3 separate regions of the Mus musculus genome follow, and all the other regions are linked to region 1. The links are chromatin contacts, called in public Micro-C and promoter capture Hi-C maps. All regions are on one chromosome and are shown on one strand. The core of a region is the stretch at or near the end of the contact, and the rest is flanking DNA. Distances in the headings are between cores, read along the strand shown.

Region 1 (4,434 bases), core at 637-3,136:
TTCCAGGCCATTCAGGAATACATCGTGAGACCCTATCTCAAACAAACCAACTAATAAAACATATGGATCAACTCTGAAAAACATCAGAGATGCTCTATATCCTGCAGGATCAAATATTCTGCTGGGCGGGAATGGGGCATATGTGGGAGTATGGGCAAATGGGTCCCGAGGGCTCATTAGGCAGCTGGCCTTGCCAAAACCGAGAACTCCAGGTTCATTGAAAGACCCTGTCCTTGAAGAGGACATCCTGACATCAGTCCCTGGTGCTGCATGGCCCACAGTGGGATACATACACAGGAACAGATAAGCACATATATCCTATTAGAATACAGCGGCGTTCTCATCTGTAATAAATGCTTAAGTTTACATGTACATTGAAGAAGTGCTTTAAAATAAATATCTTTATAAGTGTTTGGTTTGGCCAGATATGGTGGCTCATTCCTCTACTCCCATCCCTTGGGAGGCAGAGGTGGGTGGCTCTCTATGAGTTCGAGGTGATCTTGGCCTATATAGTAAGCTCCAGGCCAGCCAGGGTTATATATGACTGATCGTCTTTCCCTCCCCACAGAAAACACCAAAACCAGCCACAAAAGCCAAACAAAGCAACATAAGTGTTGGATTTGTATGCTTACTTTACATACCTGGATAGCTAGGTGTAAAAAGTTAGATCTAGCCATGTTATAGATAGATGCTAGAGTCACATGGCAGAGCCTCAAACCTGCCCTAGGCAGTGCGCAGGACAACACAACGGTGTCAACAGTAATGGGAGGGCATTTCTTGTTCTTGACACCCTTTGTCCTTGAACTGTGTTTGTCTAGATACTCACCTAGTTATCATTTCCATAGTTTTCTGTACATCACCTACAATGCCTCAAATTAATATTTAATGAAATGGCTCTTTGCCATATTTATAGTACAAAGCATTTTGAACCCTTAGGAATTTATCCCGTAATTACAGACACATATGTCAAATAAGATATGTAAATGTTATAAAGACTGTTTCCCATTAAATGTATTGCAAGTTTAGACATAGAATGAATTAGAACGCAAAATGTTCCCATGCCTCTAGTCTGGGGCCTCTGTTTAGAAGCTCTTGGCTAGAATGTCCACTTTATCCTATGCAGCTTAAGTCCAGACTCTCAACCTTTCCACTCTCCCTGACCTGAATGAACTCCTTTTGTGCATCAGTGAGAGAACACTGCGTCCCATCGCCTGCACCCAGGGGCCACCATATTGGTGTGACGTTCTTTATGACCACGTGCCTCTCTTACCAGAGCTAAAGCAGGTGCATCCACTGCCCTTCGTTCCTGGGGAAGAAACTAGGGGTCTCAGCTTCACCTCTATGTTGGCACCGGCTTCTGGAGCCCCTCACAGCCTGCTCGATCTGCATAGCTCTGCTCCTCCCACGGGCCCGCGTTGTGGTTTCTTTTTTAATGGGAGAGATGGGATCTCTCTATCACACATACACAGATTGGAATAAAGCTCAGATTTGCAGTCCTTGGTATGAATTACTGAGTGCAGAACTCTATGCATACTGGGGTAATTTCTGTCACATCCCTGTGACATACGGGTCGATGCGGCAGGTTCCCGAGCAGCGCGCCTGACTCTACGCAACCTAGGGCGGAGTGTGAGAGGGGCCAGCGGCTCCCGGGGCGCACTCGCGCCCGTCGTGACCTTGGACCCCCGCTCAGTCCGCGAACGCGCGCGGCCCCACGCCAACTCCTCACTCCGCCCCGGGTTTTCCGCGCCGCCGCGGCCAACCTGCGTCGCGCGACGACGCCGGACGTGCGGGCGCTCGGCGGCGCGGCTCCCCATTGGCCGGCCTCGGTAGCCCCACTGCGTGCGCCGCGCCCATTGGTCGGCGTGCCCGTCCGTCGTAGGGCCGGCGCGCGGCCGTGCGAGCTCCCGCCCTCGCAGCTCTCCTCGCCGGCCGGCGGTCTCCGCGACCGTGCTCGGCTCGCGCGGCCCACGACCGCGCCCGGGCCTCGGCCCGCTAGGGCGCCCGCGCGGATCGGCCAGGCCTCGCAGGCGATGGCGGCCGCGGCGGCGCTCTCGGGCGCGGGCGCCCCTCCCGCGGGCGGCGGGGCCGGGGGCGGCGGATCCCCGCCGGGCGGCTGGGCCGTGGCGCGGCTCGAAGGCCGCGAGTTCGAGTACCTCATGAAGAAGCGGTCGGTGACCATCGGCCGCAACTCATCGCAGGGCTCGGTAGATGTGAGCATGGGCCACTCGAGCTTCATCTCGCGGCGCCACCTGGAGATCTTCACGCCCCCGGGCGGCGGCCATAGCGCGGCCGCCCCGGAACCCGCGCAGCCCCGGCCGGACGCGGGCGGCGACTTCTACCTGCGCTGTCTCGGCAAGAACGGCGTGTTCGTGGACGGGGTGTTCCAGCGGCGGGGGGCGCCGCCGCTGCAGCTGCCGCGCGTGTGAGTGGCGGGAGGGGGGCAGTGTCCTGGACCTGACCCACGGTGGCTACCCAAGAGCAGGGAGGGACCCTGACCCACAGCAGCCACCCCCGGGGAGGGGCGGGACCCGCACTCAGACCCACTGCCCATCATCAGGCAGGACGCAGAAGACCCACGTCAGCTACCCATGAGCAGGGTCAGACCCTGGACAAGACCTGGTCCCCATCAGGGAGGGATCCTGATCCGCTATCCGGGAGCAAGGAAGGCTAGACTCACCACCAGGACCCATTCACTGCCCATAACCAAGACCTGACTGATTCTGACCTACCCTAGTTTAATGCCCACGACCATCACTGGGATCACAGCCCCCCAGCGCTCCACCCGGAGTATTTAACATGCTGGCCCACTCCTGTCTGCCCTCCTACTGCCAGGTCCCCTGCACTGGTATTCTAACCCACGGCCCTTTGTCCAGTCTGACATGGGACTCTCAGAACACAGACCATCATTTCTGCCATCAACCCTCAGCCCTCCCTGCCATCATCACCAGCGTTGGTGGGTGGAAGTTTTATGGGTGCTCTGTGCCTAACCATCAGGGAGGAGGCACCCAAGGGAGATGCTAAGATGTGTGTGGTGGAGAACTATCTAAAATGAAGGGTAGATACCTGGTACCTTTTTTTTTTTTTTTTTTTTTTTTTTAAATTCACGTTTCAGTAGCAAGATATTTTGGAGGTAGCGTCTTAAGCCTAACAATTCTCTTTCCCCAGTGTTTTTGTAGCCTAAAAACTGAAAACTCCCAAACATGAAGGATTAGAAGCCTGTCTGTCCAGAACCTTAGAAATCTGGGAAAACTGGATACTAATTTCAACCAAGTAATCTTTAAAAAGCATTTTTAGCCAGGTGGAGTGTATTCAACCTGTAATCCCAGCACCCTAGAGGCTGAGACAGTAGAAATTTGAGTTCCAGGGTAGGTTAGACTGTGGAGTAAACTCTAGAATAGTTTGGGTTGCATGCTGAGACGTCGTCTCATAAAACAACAACAACAACAACAAAAAAACAGAACAAAGGGTGTTTGGTTTTTAAGGAATTATTACAAGATTGTGTAGAATAATTACAAAATTATTACAAGGAAGCCTCATAGGGAACTGTCAATCACAGCACAAAACAATTTCAATTTGGTTCTGTGGTTGGATAAACTTACTGTTTATTGTGCTTGAAAAACAACTTTGCTTTCCAGGAAATGCTAAGTATTCCTCAGGGTCCCTCTCTAGATCAGTGCTAGTAGAGCTTTTGCCACAGACTGAAGGTTTTTTAATTGCTTTCAGTTTTTGGAGATAATAGCAAGAGCTGTGTTAACTTAGGTTTGATGTGTCTGTACTCCATATTTCTTAGCTTTGGGAGGGTGTCCCAGCATGCACCACTGTGCTTGGCTACAAAGTTCATTTATTTGTTTGTTTGTTTATTTATTTAAAAATATTAACAGTCTCTGGTTAATAGCACTTGTTGCTCTTGCAGAGGACTTAGCGTCAGTTCTTAGCATTACCACTCAAAACTATTTGTAACTATAGCTCTAGGCATCAGATACCCTCTTTGAATGCTGTGGTCACCAGTCATGCACATAGTACACAAACATATGTGTGGGCAAATACTCATACACATGAAATAGAATAAATTTAAAATGACATTTATTGCCAGGTGTAGTGGTACACACCTTTAATTCCAGTACTTAAGAGGCAGAGGCAGGTGGATCTCTGAGTTCAAGGACAGCCTGCTCTACGTAGAAAGTTCATTTTGTTTATATCTGTGCCTTGCTTGCATTTGCTACAGCACAATGGAGGCCAGAGGACAACTTGCTGGAGTCAGTTCTTTCCGCTGTGTGGGTCCTGGGTGTCAGACTCAGATCATCAGATGTGGCAGCATGGGCCCTTACCAGTAATTTGTCTTGCTGGCCTACAAGCTATTTTTTATTGTTATTTTTAAATTTCAAATTAAATTAAAAACTTAGATTAAAACTTGTGAGTATGTGTCTGTGTTGG
Region 2 (4,434 bases), core at 930-3,429, 170 kb after region 1:
CTTTGCAGTGACATTTCCATGCTGTCAAGTCCATTTACTTAGCATGGCCTTGAAGAATCATAACCAGTAGTGAGGGGAGCAAAGAAGGCCAGAGTGTGTTTGTGTTTGACATAAGCCTGCGAGATCGACTCCAAATCCATGAGGACGCAGAGAGTTAACAAAGCTTTCCTCTGATCTGAGTGGGAAGTCAATGCTGCCTGCAGAAAATGGCCACTGTACTCCTTTCCTCACAGATATTACTGCCTGAAGACTGATCCCCGCAGGGACTGCTCCTACTGAGATCAGTTAAGCCCGCCCTCTTGATTTAGCTGCATACCACAACCCTGCCTACTCGTTCAGCTGTAAATAATAAACACACTGATGTTCTGGGATCTTGAAACTTCTCCATCAGACATCCTTCCCGGCTTTTCTGTGTGTTCATGTGTGTTTTTTCCTTCATTCCCTCACTACCCTAATTAGGTCAGTCCCTGGAGTTGTGTAAGACTCCGCACAGAGGGAAGACACGGACACTGCACTTGGCTTTAGAATCAGGTTAGAAAAGGTCGTTGGGGTAGAACCCTGGCTCTGCAGTCCGCCACTCTGGCTACCATGATTAGGAATGATCAAGCCACATTAGGAGGCCATATCAGTCAATGTTCCTTGCCTGAGTGTGTGCCCAGGTTCCAATCATCCCACATAGCTGCCAGATGCAGGAGTTATTCAAGAGCCTCTAGGGAACCCAGTCTCAGTCTGAGCCCATGACAGGTCACAAGGACCCTGGGGATGGCCAGCACTGACAGGCTTTGCCCCTCTGAGGTATGACAGAGCTCCTAAGATAGGCTCCTCAATGAGGGCTATGCCTACCGAAAACCCATGCAAATGTTATCTCTTCATGTGCTTTGGGCGTCATCTTAGTGTGAGGCTGGTCGATAAAGGAACAGCTGTAGAACTGTCAGCTGGCAGGCCATGAGAAAAACATTGAGCAGCACAGTGCAGCCAGGTCTTCTTGACACATGCTGGGAAGAGTCTTATCCCGCTAGGGCCTGAGACTAGAATTCATAGGATGGAGCCCAAAACCAGACTTGGTTTCATATGTTATGAGCTATGTCTCAGCACTGGGACCCAGGCAAGTTAACTCCTCTATACTTTAGTTTTGTCATAGAGAAGGCAGGAGCTAATTATAGCATCCTCTCAGGATATTTGTGAATGTAGCTGACATTCACTTGTGCCCTGGCACATACTCAAAGCTCAGCAATGGATCTATCCACCCACTAATCTTCCTAGTCCCTTTATAGTCAGCTGGGGACATTGCAGTACAAGAGAGGGACCAGCAGCTCATGGTGGGAGCTGCCATCTGAGGCAACCTCTCCTAAAACACTGAAGGGTTAGCACAGGCTGTCTCTTATATCAGTCTGTGGATGTGTTCTTATATGTATGTGTGTGTGTGCCCATGCATCCATGAGCATATATGTCTGCTGCTTTCCTATCATGGCTGTCTGAAATCCAGAGTTCCACCTACCCTGGGTGGAGTAGGCTGCTGCTATCACACCTCCCACAGTAGCCTCTATCACTCAGCCCTGTGGCATTAAGAGGTGCCACTAGGGCCTAGCCAGGGCACCCCCATGGCTAGGACTCCACCCTTATCTGGACAGTGAGATCTTCTCCATGGGATATCTAAGTCTCTAGGCTATGCCTTGTGTTGCAAGGATAAAGAAGCCCTGACCCAAATCTTTCTGCGCTCTTTCCTGATTCTCCCAGTTATGCAGAGAGCACGGTGCCCAGGGTAGACCCCAGGTGGGTGCAGATGTTCTGGGACTTCACGTGCATTCTGTGAGGACACTCCCTTTCTGTCTCGTGGCTTTACAGAACACCCGCCACCCGGTCTGGGTTCTGTTTCTATAGGGTGTGTTGTTGGAGGAGAAATTCTGAAATGAGCTTAGTAATGAGGGTATCGAGAGCTTTTGCATCCCTCCTTCTCCCACAGCAGCCCCGGGTGGAAATCGCCTTGGAGAGAGAAATTCCTCGCTCTCTTCCCCCTCCCACCCTAGCTCTGGTGCCCAAGAGCATGCAGGGATAGCATGCACCGGAGGTAGCTAGGAGCCAGCAAGCCTGTGTCAGACAATGTTGTGACAGCGCTACGCCCCGCCCCCTGATCCGCCCTCCGCGCGTGTTCCCTTCTGGTCCCCGACTCCCCCTCCTCTGCGTCACCTGACCGCATTCTGCACCTCAACTCTCCATGGAGCAGCTGCTGCGCGCCCAGCTTCACACCACAACACTGCGGGCCTTTGGGAGCTCCGGAGGGGGCTGCATCAGCGAGGGCTATGCCTACTACACTGACAGTGGCCCCGTGTTTGTCAAGGTCAATCGCAGGACACAGGTGCGCTGCCCGGTATACAAGGATAAAGTCTAGGAAGGGGAAAGAGGAATGCAGGATTCTGAGAAGTGGTGGAGGAACTAGACCTGGCGTACCCAACGCTCTGCTGAGGGGTCAACCAGCACTTGCATGCAGGCAGCTTCTTGGGACCAGAGGGTTTCTCTTTGCTGCATGATTATTTTCTTGCTTTTGCTCCCACACAGGGGCTTTAAATTTTCTGTAATCACTGACCATGGGGGAGGTGAGTCTTAGCGGTAAGCTGCTTCTGCCCATGTCTGGTCTCTGCTCTGACCTCAGCTCCTGCATTTTCCCAGCAGGTGAAGAGAGACAGGATTCCCAGGGCTAGGTTAGCACCATCGTTCTCAAAGGCTCTGTTGGTTTCTAGGACGTTTAAGATATCCCCGTTTAAGAATGTATGGAGCCAGGCATACATCTAAACCCTATCACTCTGGTACTTAGGAGGCTGAGACAGGAGGATGGTGAGTTCCATGTCAGCCTGGGCTACATGAGGAGAAGCTGGCTCAAAAACAAAAACAAACTAACAACAACAAAAGAATGCATGGAAAACTGTAAGACAACTGAGGACTGTTAGCTAGAGTCCCTGAGAGCAAGCTGTGCTGGCACAGCATGGTGCTCCCCTTCTGTGGGGGGAGGACTCCAGAGGTTCTGGACTCTGTGGGGAGTAGTTCTGGATAGTGGTTATAGTATCTAGGATGCTCCTGGTATCATTAGAGACGGTGAAGGTAGCACCTCCCTGCTTTCTGTGCAGCGTTGGCCTGGTTTGGAGGTTTACCCTGGAAGCATGGCTGAAGTTTGCAAATGCCCTTCCACAACAGGCTGCTCAGCACATGCCTCTTTGTCCCAAGTGCAGGTTGGCGATTTGAGTGTACCTGTCTGACTTTTCCCCTTGAAAGGGGATTAAGGGGGAAGAATGGTTTACATGTGTGATAATAAATGTTTTGGCTTCAAGTTTCACTTTTAATCAACGATATCCAATTTATTTTGTGTGTATGTATGTATGTGTGTGTGTGTGTGAAAGCTCTGGTTTGCATATTCATGACGTGCGTAGAAGTCAGTGGATAACTTTTGGGGAGTTGGTTCTGTCCTTCGGCCTTATTTTGTGGCAAGGTTTTTCTTGTTTCTGCTGCCACACGGCCTGTTCTAGGCTAGCTGGCCTGAAAGACTCCAGCTGACTGTTTGTCTCCCATCATGTGGTAGGAGGGCTGGGATTACAGATGCACACCACCACATCTGGAACACACTACCACATCTGGATTTTTGGAGATCAAAGCTGGGTGATCAGGCTTGAATGCTTTTACCCACAGTCATCTACTTTTTAATTTTTACAAATGTATGATTCTATATGTAGAAGTGTTCACAAACCCCATGAATAAATGCATGGGGGGGGGGGCTGAGGATGTCATTCATTGTAGAGCATTTGCCTAGTGTGGACAGTCTCCTGGGTTGAGCCTCCCAGCACCACAAATAAATAAGTAAATAAAATGCATGTTTTTAACCAAGGTATAGTGAACAATATGAAAGTTTGCTAAAAATAAGTGGGGGTATTTCTAAGTCACTTAGAAACAAGCCTCTGCATCCCAGAAAAGGCCTGTGGACAAGCTGGGTATACTAGCTTCTCTAGTCCTTGCTAGAATGGAGCCAGGCTCTTCTAACCTCACCACTCTGCCTTCTCTGACTCAAATGTGATCCCAGGTAATTTCTACCATGCCCAAGGCTGCCTGCCCCCACTTAGAGGCATGAAGGAAAACAATACCTTGGAGGACTCAGTCCCAGCCTCAGACTTTGTTGGTTCACACTTCACTTGTACCCATTCCTCTCACCCCACCCCCACCTTGCATCCCCTTGTGACCTGTGCATCTTCCACCGCAAGGCTTTGCTTGTGTGAGTCTCCCCTTAGACCCCTTGAATTCTGGCATCAGGCTTGTCCTTTCAGTTCCTTCTTACCTGAAGGGGTCTCTCTTGAACACTGGCCTCGAGAGATGGAGGTGATGCTGTTTTTCAGTAATTGAAGGCACTTGGTCTTCTGGCTTGTGCCAAGGGCCATGAGTACTTTGGTCTGG
Region 3 (4,434 bases), core at 600-3,099, 130 kb after region 1:
TGGAAGAAGAGAGTGGAGCATGAAACCGAGAGTGGAGCATGAAGCCGGGAAGACCGCATCTTCCACTGCCAGAGCACTGAGAGAGACACTCAGAGACTGAGAGAATGTCTTTATAACAAAATAATGACCCAAGCTTCATAACGTTTACCTCACCCCTACTTGTTTATTTTCCTGCTTTTTTTTTTATCTCCCCTCCCTAATTTACTCCCTCCCATTTTGTTTTGTTTTTTTTTCCCCAGACAGGGTCTCATACTGTAGCACAGACTGGCCTCAAACTCATGGCAATTCCCCACCCCCACCCCCCTGCTTCTTGAATGCTGGGATTACAGGTGTGAGCTGCCATACCTGGCTTGCTCTTCCCATGCTCTTTTCTTAGCCCTAAGAGAAATATGTAGTAAATCAAAAAGCCACAATGGCCACAACTACGGCATCAATTCTCCTCAATCTCTTAGACCATGTTGACAACAGAAAACAGACAAAAGCAACAGAAGTGCAGTGGGCCTTGCTCAAGCCAACCAGCAGCAAGTCTGCTCACATGTCATCCACATCTTTCTCTCTGCCCACATCAGTCATTTACTGTGGGACTCACGTCCCCTTTGGGGGCTTGTTAAACGTTTTACTCTTTTGCCTCTGCTGAAGCCTGGGTGTTTCATTGAGCACCAGGACCTGAAGACAGCCCTGTCTTCAGTCACGCCCTTGTTCTCGCAGTAATGCTGTCCAACAGAGCTTTGTCCTAAAGGAAAGGTCTAAATCTGTGCGGTCCAACCTGGTAGTTAAATGGCATTGGACCACACAGTTTTAGGGCCTTGCCTTGTGGCATTGCCAGGGGGCTGGAGATGCAGGAAGCAGTCTGCAAGCCCAAAGAACAGAGGGTGGCAGGCCTCAGGGCAGGGTCTGTATTAGAAAGGTGTGTTGAAACCCCCACAACAACACAATAGGCATTCACTGAAGTCTGTGCACAGCCACAGTCAAAGGGATGGATCACTACGTGACTATTCTTGGATGTTCTGCTCAGGATTCTGCCACTCTGTCTCCTTCCTCTGGGGTGCAAGATCTTAAACTTCAGGCTTCTAGGACACTCACTGCTCACTGCCCTGGAGCCTGAGACGCTCTGGTCTCACCCGTGTCCAGTCTCCTGGACTCCAGTCTCTTAGTTGGGTTCCTTCCTACACCCTAGCCAATTCTACAGGGTCACTTAGATTCCTCTTCCTCCTCTTGGAAGTCCTGTCCACTAGGACACAGAGCTTAGTGCTTGGAATCAAAGGCTGGAGTCTAGTCTTGCTACTCTCTGCTTGCAGTTCCACGCACCAAAAGGTCATAGCCTCAGAGACTGTGGTCTCAGACCTCAGCTCCGTGGACCGCTGTCTCTCTGCCCACGCCTCCTGTAATCCCACACACTTCTCCGAACACGTAGCTAGCACCTGCGATGTCCCTCGACGACCACCCTGAGCTGCTTTGCGGACTCCGTCCACAGAGCGCAGTCTTCCCCAGCATGCGGTTCCTAGCCCTGCCCAGCCGCTCCCGGGACCCACGCTGGAGAGGCCGCTCGCACCGACACCCCAGCGCTGCGCCTCCGGGTGCTGCAGCCGCGCTCACCCGCCGGGTGGCCGTAAGGAGACTCGGCTGCTCCGTCCTGCAAGCTGGCCAGGATCTCTCCCTTGCCCACGTCGCTGTCGCCCACCAACAGGAACTTAAGTAGAAAATCGTAGGCCCGCACCGGGCTGCCCAGGGAGCTCATCATGCCGGCCCAGCCACCCCGCCCATACCGGCCCAAGGCTGCGCGCAGGCGGCGGAGGGTCCCCGAGCGCCGCGGGCCCCTCGAACGCTCCACCGGTCGGGGGAGCTTGACAGCTGAAGAGCCCCGCCCACCTTACCTTGCCATTGGCGAGCCTCAGTTGCTGAGGTATATACACATGCTCATTGGTTAGCAAGCTCGCCCATCTATTTCTTTACGCCTCCGCACCACGCCCACCGCCTCTCCTGGGAGGACTTGTTGCCTAAGCCAATGGAGGTCCGAAGGCCGAGCCAGAAGAAACCGAAGGGGGGGGGAGAGGTTTGCTCCTGCAAACCAATGGAAGAATGGCATAGAGAGGAGGGGCGTGGTCAGTGTTTACTCCCTCCCCTGTATCAGTGCGTAACAGGAGTTGGCTCCAGATTGGTGTGGGAAGTGTTGAATCCCTGCCTGGAAACGAGAATTTGTCCCACAGCTCCACAGAGCTTTGAATGCTAGCGTGAGAGCTTAGCATGTTCATGTGTTCATGTAGGCATCAGATGTAACTAAAGTTACAGGTAGTTGTGAGTTTCAGCACCAAGTGGACACATGGACAAGTGCACCTCTAAAGGTGTCTGCTAGTGGGTGCCTCGAGGTCTCCACGGGTTTCTGTCCATGCATGTCAGTGTGAGTGTGTGTGTGTGTGTGTGCATCGTGTGCCTGTGAGGTTGTTGTCAGAGAGCACATGACGGGGACCTGTCTGTCTCTGATCTCTTTTACCCCAAGGGAGCAGTGAATCTGCTCTCTGTTCAGGAGCACCTCACCAGTGGGAACTAAGTTATTTAGAGTAATCATAGTTTAGCATCCCCGCTACCTACATCTTTATACAACCTGAAGTGGAAGCACCTCTTGCAATCGTGCCTCCTCTCTGTTAAGAAGGATACATTTCCGGATGGAAAAGAAAAAGCAGTGGATGAAAATTACGAAAGCATTTGTGAACATTGTTCTAAGCGCCACAGCTGTGCTGTGATTCAGGACAAGGCCGGTTTGGCTCAGAACAGGCTGGTCTTGGAGCAAGGTGACCGCTGCCTCCCTGCAGGAACACTATCCTTTCAAAGAGTTGACTATAATAAGCTCTAATTACAAGATATGGCTGCCAGTCTAGAATAGGTAATTGAGATAGGGTTTTTCGAGACAGGGTTTCCCTGAGTAGCCCTTTCTGTCCTGAAACTGGCTTTGTAGATCAGGCTGGTCTTGAGATCTGCCTGCCTCTGCCTCCTGAGTGTGGTATTAAAGACATCGGCCACCACTACCCAGCTAGAATGGATGGTCTCGCTGAGCCATTTTTGACTCAGAATACTATCTTTGACTCAAGATTACACTGTTGCTAACCAAGAATACCTGAGCTGTAATTATTTCAGAGGACCATGACATGGCAACAATCGCCCACACAGAAAAACCTTCCTTAGAGAGAGCGCTTTAGAATGTCTGAGTCCAGACAGCCTTTCCCTATTGATTTGCCAACTAAAGCTGCACTAGAGTGTATTAGATAAATTCTACTTTTGCCTTTTTCTGTCACAACTCATATCTCACCAGCCTATCATTGTCATCCATGTGGGATGACAGCATTTGAGGTAAGAGTTTAGCCAGTGTGATGGCTTGCCTGTAATCCTGTGATTGGTAATCTCCTCAACGTGGTAGGATCTGAAATCACCTAAGAATCACACTCCTTGGCATGTCTGTGAGGGTGTTTCCAGAGAGCATTGAGGGAGAAAAGATTAAGTAGCTGCCATCTTACATGAAGATGTACAGACATTAAGAGGTACAAGGAGAAGCAGTATCAACTGACTGCCTTTCTTTCATCTCAACTGTATACATTGTTGCCATAGCCACCTCCACTGCTATCCATCACACTCCAGCTTCCTGTGAGGACTGAATACTGGTAGCTTTCTAGGAATCTTCCAGGTCTTCAGCATTAGACCTGAAGCTGGGTCATCTTGCTTACTGGGGTATTAGGTTCTCAGCCTTTCCATCATGCAAGCTCTATTGTGTAAGTCAGTCTTATAAATCACTCTTTATTTTACACACACACACACACACACACACACACACACCCTCCTCCCCCACACCACAATTAGTTTTGTTCCTCTGAGAATCAGGCTTAATACAAATCCCTACAGTAAGGAGGCTGAGGCAGGAGTATTGTGCATTGGAGGCTAGCCTGGGTTAACTAATGGCTTTGAAGCCAACCAGGACTACACAATGTGACTCTGTGTTAACAAAACAAAACCAACCCCAACACACAAGAATTGTACTTTTGCTACTTGCATCCATCCTGGCTTTATTTTTAATTATTATTTCCAAATATATGTGTCCGTATGTCTGTGTGAATGTACACTGTTGTGTATGTAGATGTCCACAGAAATCTGAAGTGGTCAGATCTCTTGGTGATGGAGTTACAGGTGGTTGTGAGTCACCTGATGGGGTACTGTGAACGAAACTTGGGTTCTCTAGAAGAGCAGCATGCACTCTTAAATGATGAACCATGTCTACAGCCCCCAATTTGCACTTCAAAATGTTCACTTTGGATTACCAGTTTATTTTTCAAAACTTATTAGTTACTGACTGCCTGATTGAGGTGCTGGTGAAACCACTATTTAAAAAAAGAAGAGAGGCCTGGGTTGCAGCTTAGTTAGTAAAGAGTTTGCCTATGGTTGTGGTTT

Evidence for each region. Hi-C and Micro-C count contacts between places; a contact is called where the count stands out from the background. Capture Hi-C pulls out chosen DNA fragments and counts their contacts.
Region 2: a contact with region 1 is called in a promoter capture Hi-C map of adipose tissue. The contact joins the promoter of Fn3k here to the promoter of Foxk2 in region 1. A contact is called at or near these places in 10 of 39 promoter capture datasets (3T3-L1-derived adipocytes, the HPC-7 cell line, cranial neural crest and 7 more), 4 of 484 Hi-C or Micro-C datasets (cortical neurons, embryonic stem cells and muscle stem cells), 4 of 115 datasets of contacts at active chromatin or transcription factors (the SCID.adh cell line, bone marrow-derived macrophages, embryonic stem cells and 1 more) and 2 of 9 other capture datasets (adipose tissue and pancreatic islet).
Region 3: a contact with region 1 is called in a Micro-C map of embryonic stem cells, with 2.7 times the contacts expected there. The contact joins the promoter of Rab40b here to the promoter of Foxk2 in region 1. A contact is called at or near these places in 2 of 39 promoter capture datasets (cranial neural crest and maxillary cranial neural crest), 3 of 484 Hi-C or Micro-C datasets (all in embryonic stem cells), 1 of 115 datasets of contacts at active chromatin or transcription factors (embryonic stem cells) and 2 of 9 other capture datasets (adipose tissue and pancreatic islet).

What each region holds. Positions count from the first base shown.
Region 1 is chr11:121,258,101-121,262,534 of GRCm38.p6, forward strand. Foxk2 (forkhead box K2) reads left to right here and starts at 1,887. Exons shown (of 9, transcript NM_001080932.3): 1 at 1,887-2,422. The coding sequence starts at 2,031.
Region 2 is chr11:121,432,774-121,437,207 of GRCm38.p6, forward strand. Fn3k (fructosamine 3 kinase) reads left to right here and starts at 2,180. Exons shown (of 6, transcript NM_022014.4): 1 at 2,180-2,356. The coding sequence starts at 2,216.
Region 3 is chr11:121,386,402-121,390,835 of GRCm38.p6, forward strand. Rab40b (Rab40B, member RAS oncogene family) reads right to left here and starts at 1,850. Exons shown (of 6, transcript NM_139147.3): 1 at 1,597-1,850. The coding sequence starts at 1,741. It overlaps Mir7236 (microRNA 7236), which reads right to left and starts at 803; the gene lies at 744-803.